Linked DNA regions of Sus scrofa: region 1 is linked to region 2. Evidence: chromatin contacts called from public Hi-C data. All regions are on one chromosome and are shown on one strand. Each heading gives the region's core, a stretch centred on a gene start, on an enhancer-like site or on the middle of the called end of the contact. The rest is flanking DNA. Distances are from core to core; before and after follow the strand shown. Region 1 holds the start of ZNF615 (zinc finger protein 615). Region 2 holds the start of PPP2R1A (protein phosphatase 2 scaffold subunit Aalpha).

The links. Hi-C and Micro-C count contacts between places; a contact is called where the count stands out from the background.
Region 1: a contact with region 2 is called in a Hi-C map of embryonic fibroblasts, with 2.0 times the contacts expected there. The contact joins the promoter of ZNF615 here to the promoter of PPP2R1A in region 2. A contact is called at or near these places in 2 of 47 Hi-C or Micro-C datasets (embryonic fibroblasts and skeletal muscle).

Annotation. Positions count from the first base shown.
Region 1 is chr6:58,075,378-58,080,880 of Sscrofa11.1, forward strand. ZNF615 (zinc finger protein 615) reads right to left here and starts at 3,680. Exons shown (of 7, transcript XM_005653321.3): 1 at 3,511-3,680. The coding sequence starts at 3,561.
Region 2 is chr6:57,961,565-57,966,679 of Sscrofa11.1, forward strand. It overlaps PPP2R1A (protein phosphatase 2 scaffold subunit Aalpha), which reads right to left and starts at 3,384. Exons shown (of 15, transcript NM_214024.1): 1 at 3,297-3,384. The coding sequence starts at 3,374.

The DNA of each region.
Region 1 (5,503 bases), core at 2,430-4,929, 110 kb after region 2:
GTTAACGAATCCAACTAGGAACCATGAGGTTTCGGGTTCCGTCCCTGCCCTTGCTCAGTGGGTCAAGGTTCTGGCGTTGCCGTGACCTGTGGTGTAGCTTGCAGATGTGGCTCGGATCCCAAGTTGCTGTGGCTCTGGTGTAGGCCGGGGGCCACAGCTAAATGGCAAAAAAGACAAAACAACAAAACAAAAAAGCAAAGAGGAAGGAGGGAAGTGGGGAAGGGATACATTGGTCCGTGTGCATTTATTTGTCCCTTGAAATTTTGGGTGTTTTTTGTCCCATGGGAAATCTGTCCCTGAAAGTGACATGAAGTCCACAGGGTGGAGGTGGTGTAGTGTGGCCTCACGGAATGGCTGGAGGGTCTGGGGAAGTGCCAAGGTGGAAGCATTTGAGAGGAACCAAGGGTGGGCCAAGGGCTAGGTTCAGATTGGGAGGCTGGGATTAGCAAATGTAAACAAACTATCCCATACAGAAAGGATAAACAACAAGGTCCTGCTGCACAGCCCAGGGAATTAGATTCAAATCCTGTGAAAAACCAGAATGGAAAAGAACATGAAAAGGAGTGTTAAAAAAAAAAAAAAAAAAAAGAGTTCCCATCGTGGCACAGCGGAAACAAATCAGACTAGGAACCATGAGGTTGCGGGTTCAATCCCTGGCCTCGATCAGTGGGTTAAAGATCTGGCATTGCCGTGAGCTGTGGTGTAGGCTGCAGACACGGCTCGGATCCCAAGTTGCTGTGGCGCTGGTGTATGCCAGTGGCTACAGCTCCAATTCGACCCCTAGCCTGGGAACCTCCATATTCTGCGGGTGGGGCCCTAAAAAGACAAAAGACAAAAAAAAAAAAGAAGAAAGAAAGAAAAAAGAAAAGGAATGTGTATCTATCTACCAATCTATGTATGTATAGCAAAAAATTAACACAACGTTATAAAGCAACTATACTTCAATAACTTTTTTTTTTTTTTTTTTTTTTTTTTTGCTTTTTAAGGCTGTCCCTGCAGCATATGAAGGTTCCCAGGCTAGGAGTCCAATCAGAGCTACAGCTGCCAGCTTACGCCACAGCCACAACAACGCAGGATCTGAGCCACGTCTGCAACCTACACCATGGCTCCCGGCAATGCCAGATCCTTAACCCACTGATCGAGGACAGGGATCGAACCCACAACCTCATAGTTCCTAGTCGGATTTTTCCGCTGCATCACAACGAGAACTCCTTATTTTTTTTTTTAATTTTATTTTGCTTTTTAGGGCCACACCTGTGGCATATGGAAGTTCCCAGGCTAGGGGCTGAATCAGAGCTACAGCTGCCGGCTACACCACAGCCACAGCAAGGCAGGGTCTGAGACGCGTCTGTGACCTACACCACACCTCATGGCAATGCCGAATTCTTAACCCACTGGGTGGGGCCAGGGATGGAACCTTCATCCTCATGGATACTAGTCTTGTTTCTGCTGAGCCATAGCGGAAACTCCCAATAAAATAATTTTTTTAAAAAAGCCTGTTCTTAAGAAGACCAATAAGGGGGAGTTCCCATCGTGGCTCAGCAGGTTATGAACCTGACTAGTATTCATGAGGATGCAGGTTTCATCCCTGGTCAGGCTCAGTGGGTTAAGGATTCGGCATTGCCATGAGCTGTAGTTTAACTGGCAGAAATGGCTCAGATCTGGCGTTGCTGTGGTGTAGGTCAGCAACTACAACACCAATTTGACCCCTAGCAAGGTGAGGCCCTAAGGAAAAAAAAAAAAGAATAAGGGAGTTCTCTTGCAGCTCAACAGCTTAAGGATCCAGCATTGTCACCACAACAGCTTGGGTCTCTGCTGTGGCGCAAGTTCAATCCTAGGCCCTGGAATTTCCACATGCCTCAGGCACAGCCAAAGGAAAAAAAAAAAAAAAGACCACCAATAAGACATATACATTAGTAGTGAGATAGATACCTGCTGCAAATGAAGAATATAAGGAATTAACAGAGGACATAAACCAGATAAAATACAAACTCTTCTGTCTTGAAAGAATACAATGAATGTTTTTATGTCATTACATTTGAAATCCTGGATGAATTCATAATTTTATGATCTTACCCTCATAGAAACATCTTAACTCCAGACAATATAGCAGGTGAATTTTAGGAGAGTCAACAGGACATAGACGTCCACTATCCCCACTTGCTTTGCTACACTGTAATGGAGAGTAGAGCCAATGCATTGAGATAAGAATGAATTAGAAACTGGACAGAAAATGAAGGTTCTATTCAGAAAATATCATCAACATAGAAAAAGAGATTCAAAGAATTACTTCTGTAAAAGTAATGTTACCCCCACAAATCCCCCAGCAGATTTTTACGTAGATTGCTGGCTAGAACTGCACCATATACTTAAGCTCATTTCACAGTTTCCGTCGCGGCTCAGCGGAAACAAATCTGACTAGCAGCCATGAGGACACAGGTTCAATCCCTGACCTTGCTCAGTGGGTTAAGGATCCAGCGTTGCTGTGACTTTGGCGTAGGCCAGCAGCTACATGCCCAATCCTACCCCTGGACTGGGAATCTCCATATGCTGCGGGGGCGGCCCTAAAAAGATTAAAAAAAAACCTAAGCTCATTTCATACTAATTTGATCACTAGCAATGGCAACTGGAACCACTATAATTAACTATGACTGATTAGTATTGCCATATATCCTGCCAGAAGGCTAGACGAATAAATAAAATAGAGATTCTATTAGCAAGTAAGAAAGTGTGAATGTGTGTCAGGCAAATAAGCAAGTGAACGCTGCTGTATGTTAAGTGGGTGAAGGCAGGCATTAGCAAACGTTTTCTACAAAGGGATAGATAGTATATATTTCTCCTTTGAGGGTTAAGATCTGTCACAAAGGGAGTTCGCCGGTGGCTCAGCGGGTTAAGGATCCTACGTTGTCACTGCTGTGGCTTGGATTCCATCCCTGGCCCAGGAACTTTCCCATGCCGCAGGCACGGCCAAAAAAAACTATAAAAACTTTAAAAAATTTAAAAATCTGTCACAAGGACCCAATTCTGCCTTTGCAGGGCGAAAGCAGACAAAGAGAAACACAAGAGATTGGCTTGGCAGGATTAGTAACTCTCTGCAGTTACTCAACCCCTGAATAAAAAGCGAAAAAACGTCGTTTCAAACTCCTCCGGACTGTAACGTCTTCCCACCCATCCGCCCAGGTTGGAACTTGTCAAACCACCAGTCAGAAATCCTAGGCGTCCATAGCTTCAGCTCTAACAAGCCTCTCTGTACCAGAGACAGTGACTGCACATCTCATCATTAATACGAAACCTGGGACAGACACCCCCATGTGAAAACCATCAACCACGGCACGAATATCACTGAGCCCCGTTCCCGAACCTCAACCTGAACCGTGATCATCATAAATGCCACCTGCATCCTTAACAGAGCGACCTGCAAAGACGCCCAGACCCTGAGAGTGGAGACACAGTCCATGATCTCTGCAAATTCTTAATCGTTTTAACGACCACCGCCCAAGGTACCCCAACCTGACTGACGCGGCAGACGCTCTCCTCGCTCCTCTCAAACACCTTCACCATGGCGCTTTCCCCAAACCCTCCAATAACTCTGTCCACACTACACCACGTCCAACCAGTGGGCGTGACGTCACCTCCTATGGGACAAAAAACACACAAAACTTCACGGGACAAATGCACACACTGACCGGACTTTCTCCCTCCCACGAGAGTCTAAAGGTAACGCTTTCAAGAACAATTTCTACTCCGTCTCCCCAGTGTTTTCGTCCGCCTATGGCGGCCGAAGAGGGTCTGAAGCGTTTGGGGAAACGCGGAAGACCGGATTTCCGGCAGCTCTTAGTGAGGCAATATGTCCGCGCCCAAGTTGCAGAGGACCCAGTGAGCGGCCATGTTGGGACGCCTGACGTACGGAAGGCCAAGGGGTGGGTTTGGGTTCCCAGAGTCAGGGATGGCAGGGAAGGCAAGACGCCGCTGAATTTATCTAATTTCCTGGCACTTCGACTCTTCAGAAATTAGCAGATTTTTAGAGACTCAAGGTTTGTGAAGCAAATGTGGAGTTACCTAAACTTCGTTTTGCGGACTGGGCAGAAAAGGAATATTGCCATGGGCTTTATTTTACAGTGTGTATTTTAAACCGAGAGAGGCAGGTTTGCAATGGACCAAAAGTTCAGCGGTTGGTATAGCAGCAGAGAAGGAACTCCTGGAAAAAGAAAAGGCAATGCATTCAGTAAATGGACATCCCACAGCTCATGGCAATGCCAGATCCTCAACCCATTGAGTGAGGCCAGGGATCGAACCTGCAACCTCATGGTTCCTAGTCAGATTTGTTTCCGCTGCGCCATCACTGGAACTCCAAACCTTTGTATTTCTAAACACAACTTTAAGAAAGTAATGAGTAGCGCCAGAGATTAGGAGAAAATATTTACATATTTAACATCTGATAAAGGACTTATATTCAGCATTTATAAAGAGTTATCAAAATCCAACAATAATAAAACAACTATCCAGTTACTTTTGCTGACCCCGCGAATAACCCATGCCTTTAGATCTTTGTTCTTAAGCTTAAGTCATTTACCATCACCCTGACTGTTTCTCAAGCAGGAAGACGGGACAAAGTAAGGACGGACAAGATGGAGTTTTCAGCAAAGAGGCTAAGAAAATATTATAAAAACATGTCTCGCAACAATCTTGCATTGCTGAGGCTGTGTAGGTTGGCAGCTGTAGCTCCGATTCAACCCCTAGCGTGGGAACTTGCATATGCCATGTGTGCGGCCCTAAAAAACAAACACGCACACAAACAAACAAAAAATCCCTACAACTGCAAAATTATAAACTACCTAGGATTAAAAATAAGTGAGGATGTCTGGGACATACAAGAAAAATAGCACAACAAATCTTGTGGTAAGAATGTAAGATTTTGGATAATAAGAGGATCATAATGTAAACTGAGCATAATTGAATATGTTGTTATTCAAGGACACCCCAGTTTAACGGATACTTTAATGTGGCTGAAATTATCATCCAACTTATTCACCCATGGTATTATTATAGCCATGAATATCTAAAACATTTTATAATATGGAAACATGTTTATAATGCGAGATGAAATTAGATTACATCCTTTTTTACATCTATATTGACATATAACTGATATATATATTATACCTACTTTAAATAAGCTTTTAATTTGGAGAAAATTTAGACTTACATAGACGTCACAAAGTACTACAACGTGTGTACATGGACCTTCATTTGACTACCTCTCATATGAATATTTTATATAATCATGGTACATTTGTCAAATGGAGAGATTAACACTGGTATGACACTAACACAACTTTCTAAGTCAAATATACTCCACTAAAATTTATTTATTCATTTATTTTTGTATTTTTGCCTTTTCCAGGGCTGCTTCCCACGGCATATGGAGGTTCCCAGGCTAGGGGTCTAATCGGAACTGTAGCCGCAGGCCTACGCCAGAGCCACAGCAATGCGGGATTCGAGC
Region 2 (5,115 bases), core at 2,134-4,633:
ACCTTGCAAACACAGAGGCTATGGTATAGAGAATAATGGCCTCCCAAAGATGACCACATCCTGATCCCTGGAATCTGTATGTCACTTTACATGGCAAAAGGGACTTGGCAGATATGACCAAGGTTAAGGACCTTGAGATGGAAGAGAATCCTGGACTACCCAGGTTGGAGCCAATCTAAACATGTAGGTCCTTAAAACCAGAGACACTTTCCTGGCTGGTCAGAGGGGATGCGACTACCGCAGGATGGTCACAGAGATGCAACACTGCTGGCTTTGAAGACAGACCAAGAGACCAACAAGCCAAGAATTGCAGGCAGCCTCCAGAACCTGGAAGAAGGTTAAAAAAAAAAAAAAAAAAGATTCTCCTCTAGAACCTCTAGAAAGGACCATAAACTTACCAACACTGTGATTTTAGCCCACGGAGACTGGTATCACACTACCGACCTCCAGAACTGTTAAGATAATAAATCAGTGTTCTTTTTTTTTGTCTTTTTAGGGCCACACCCACAGCATATGGAGGTTCCCAGGCTAGGGGTCCAATGGGAGCTGTAGCTGCCGGCCTACACCACAGCCACAGCAACGCGGGATCTGAGCAGCAAAGCTGGATCCTTAACCCACTGAGCAAGGCCAGGGACCGAACCTGGGTCCGCATGGATGCTAGTCAGATTTGTTTCCACTGAGCCACAACACAAACTCCTAAATCAGTGTTATTTATTTATTTATTTATGTCTTTTCTAAGGCCGCTTCCACAGCACATGGGGGCTACCAGGCTAGGGGTCGAATCCGAGCTGTAGCTGCTGGCCTACACCAGAACCACAGCCACTGCCACTCAGGACCCAAGCCAAGTCTGGGACCTACACCACAGTTCACGGCAACGCTGGATCCTTTAACCCACTGAGCAAGGCCAGGTGTCGAACCCGCAACCTCATGGTTCCTAGTCGGATTCGTTAACCACTGAGCCACGACAGGAACTCCTAGATCAGTGTTCTTTTAAACCACCACATTTGCCCCAGGACTTTCCCATGGGGCGTCTCTCAATCTCACCCTAACGGACACTGTGGGTGGATAATTCTTTGCAGTGGGGGCTGTCTTATGCATTGGAGGTTTAGGAGATCTCTGACCTCTTTCCATTAGATGCTAGCAGCACTTCCCCAGGTGCAAGAACCAAAAATGTCTCCAGACACTGCCAACCCTCGTGAGCAAATGCACCTCGGATTGAGGATACTGCCCTCACTTGTCGGCTTGCTCTTCCCAGAAGGTTCTTTCCATCTTCCCTTGGGAGCTGGCTCCTTCTTCTGCTCTGGTCTCAACCTCTGCATCGTAAGAGGGGCCTTCCCTGACGGACCTACTTAAAACGAATCTTCCCTACCTGACCTGTGCTTGCTGGGGGCTCTGCCCAGAGAGCCTCGGGGTGCCTCCCCATCTCTGCACAAACATCACCCCTCAGCAAGGCCTTCACTGACCATTCTGCAGCCGCATCCTCCACCCCCCCGCTTCCTTCATCTTTCTCCCCATTTTCACAGCACACGTTCGCCCTGTTCTCTGTTTACTGCGTCTCCCCTCACAATTGACCCAAGTTCCGCAAGACCAGGAGCACTTGTCTGTCGTGTTCCCTGCTGAATACCTGTGCCCTGAACAATGCCCAACACAGAGCCAAGGCCCGACAGCACTCACTGATCCACCATCACAACATCCTGGCGCTTTCTGCCCATCACATCTCACATGTGCTACTAACGTATTGGGTTCCATTTCACATCTGCTCTCTAATCGTGAACAACTGGCATCACCATTATATCCTCAGCTCCATACCTGATAGGTGGCAGGTGTTCGTTAAACAAATGAATTCCTACAACAGCCCTCTGAACCAGATAATCACCTCTACTTGAGAGAAAGGGAAACCAAGGCTGGGAGAAATCAACTAACTTGCCCACATCAATCAGCAAGAAGTAGAGGAGACTGGACTCCAGCTGCAGCCTGTCCAGAGCTAGAGCCACACGGTGGGAACCTTAAGAGGCTGGGCCAGTGCAACCCGTTCAATTTTTTTTTTTTTTTTTTTTCTCTTGGCTCTTCTAGGGACGCTCCCGCAGCATATGGAGGTTCCCAGGCTAGGGGTCTAATCGGAGCTGTATCTGCCGGCCGACACCACAGCCACAGCAACGTGGGATCCGGCAACGCCGGATCCTTGACCAGCGAGGCCAGGGATCGAACCCGCAACCTCATGGTTCCTAGCCGGATTCGTTAACCACTCCGCCACAACGGGAACTCCGCGACTGGTTCAATTTTATAAGTGGGGAAATTGAGGCCCAAAGGGAGGATGGACCTCTTCAATCACCACTCCCAATAATTACAGGTACATTTATTGGGCCTTTACAACAGGTCAGGCGCCGTCTAGTATTTCTTCTGTTATAAACTCTGTCACTCACTACCATCCAAGGAGGCCGGGACTATTACTGGCCCACGTTTTATGGAAAACAAGCCCAGATCGGTGAAGTAATGTGCACAAGGTCAATGGGCGGGTGAGAGGTGGGGCTGGGATGGGCGAAGCCCTGAGTCCTACCTCTTCTCGACCCCTCGCCACCCCATGCCACTCATCAGAAACGACAGCCCGCTTGGTAAACTGCCCCCCCCCGCCCCCGGCCCCAGTTAAGGGGAGAACACCGGAAGGGGGGGCCAGTGGCTAGCTGGCAATTCGCTTCGGAATTTAGCTAGTTCCACCCTTGGGAGTGGGGTTTTGGCCTCCCGCTTCTTTCGGAGGGTCTACACCAAAACTGCCGGGAGAAGAAGAGCAGGATTTGGAAAGTCATCCTTCACGTCTCCGTCTCCATTTGGAGAGATTACACCCACAGCGCTGAGCCCCAGCCGCACGAACCCAGAAAGGAGAAAACCTACGCGGGTCCCCACCAATCCGGCGGCCCCTCCCCCACTCGGAGAAAGTCGCGAGCCCACTCCATCCCCAAGGGGCCATTCAGGGGCCGCCGCCAATCACCCGGCCCTCCCCTCGCCTCTCCCCCACCCGGTCGGCCGACCCCTCGTGGGCCGCGGCCTCCGAGGCCCGGAGCGGCCACGCGCATTTGGCAGGCCTGGGGACCCTCCAAGCGCGCCCTCTGCGGGGCCGACACCCAATCCCGGACGCCGTCTCATCGAGTCCGGGGAACCGGAGAGGTGTGAGCGGAACACTGATTGGCCGCCGCCCCCTTCCGCCACTCCCTGCGAACACTGAATCTTCTCCGCGAGGGACGCCGGTGCCCCCCAGGTACCCCTTCCTCTCTTCCCCAAGTCCCCCGGAGCCTCCGGACCTGAACATCCTCGTTGCGGAGCTCGTCTATGAGCACCGCGATGGGGTAGAGCGAGTCATCGCCGTCGGCCGCCGCCATCTTGGCTCCGTCTTGTGTCTGTCAGACTGCGGCCGGCGCCGTGCTGAAACCCGGGTAGGGAGGGGCTGGGCCGGGAGGAGGAGAGAAGGACTTGGGGGCGCCCGGGCCACGTTACAGGGGCTGCCCTACATTCATTGGCCGCGCTACGCCGGGCCAAGCCTGCGTTTCTTTGGCCCGGACAAATAAAGTCCCGCCCACTGCCCATTTGCCATTGGTCCAAGGGAAGAGATTGAGCTTGCCGGAGCCTAGGAGGGGGGAGGAGGAAACGGAAGTACGCGGTATCTTAGCGACTAAGATTGTGCCCGCCTACGTCGCCGCCAACAACGGCCTAGACGAGCAGTTGTTTCTAGCCAATGAGGGGCGGGATTGGAAGGTGGCGAAGCCTGCCTGTCCGAGCCCTGGAGAAAGCTTACCCGCGTGCGTCGCTTGGAATGCGTGACATCATGTGGGGAACAGAATCGTACAGGTTTCGGCTTGCGAGGCAGCGGTCCCCCTGCCTGGCGGGAGGGCGCACTCCAAGATTGTTTGTGCGGGAGGAGGTGGGAGTGCGTCCTTGATTTGTGCCGTATTATGCCGAGGCCTAGGGAAGGATGGCGACTTAACCTTATTCTCTGGGTAAAACCTAGGCCCCTCAGGCTGGTATGTCTATCTGATTTCCTGAACCCTCTCTAGGCACGTCTCCTTTTGGAAAATTGGCTGCCTGAGCACACCATGCTTTTCTCTCTTTCTCTTCCCCCCCCCCCGCCGCCGGACAGTCCAAACCATCTTTCCCAAAGACCCTACCCACTCCACTTAGGAAACTATTCCCCCTAAAAGGGGCAGGGGTGGTGGTGGAGGGGGCTTGCATATTTCAATCCTTGCCCTCCTTATTCCCCGGATATTCCCCTTACCCCAAACCTGCCAGCCCTTTGGAGCTATGGGAGTCCCAGTGTGCCTATGCGTAGGGAGCCCCTGCATCGGACAGATGGAATCAGCAGCTTGATTCTGGTCAGACTGTTCCAAGAGCAGACCCTGACCATGATTATCCAAATGAGTGAGCCAGACAAGTCTCTCAGCACTGCAGTTTGGTTCCACAGTTCCCACCCTAAGAGAGGGATGTCCTTTATCTGACAGTCCACAGTTTCCCCAAGTGGCACACTAAACTGCTCGACCACTGGCAGCAGCCCAGGTTCCTAAGATCTGACCAGTAATGAGAACCATCATACCACACACCCCTGCTTCCAGTTCTGCCCTAACCAGTGGCCCAGGCAACACCATTAGGATTCAGCTTCCCTAAGGAAATCAGTCTTTAAAGAAATCTCAGAGCATGGAGGGTTTGAAGTGCCAGTGGCTTTGACTACAGTGTAGAGCTTAAAGTTTCCCCCAAAGCGATAGGAACCACTTATTCTTGTAAAGCCAGGATATTGCTAGAGCCACAGAAGTGACAGTGCTGGATTCTTAACCTGCTGTGCCACCTGGGAACTCCAGGCTTCAGTTTTGAGACACACTCATGAGCAAGCTAATTACTGCTTTTTGAAAGCAGTGGACCCATCAGTAGTGACAGGGTGGCTTGCAGGTGGAGGCTGCAATCCCTTTGCCAGAGGCCCCTGACAAAAATTATCAGTCACAAAGGCTTGTGCTGTCCCCATGTCCCAGGAGTCCTTAAGGGCTGGGCCTCCTTTAGATGATGGGGAGTCAAAGCAACAACAGTTGTGTTTTTTGGTTTTTTTTTTTTTGTCTTTTTGTCTTTTCTAGGGCTGCA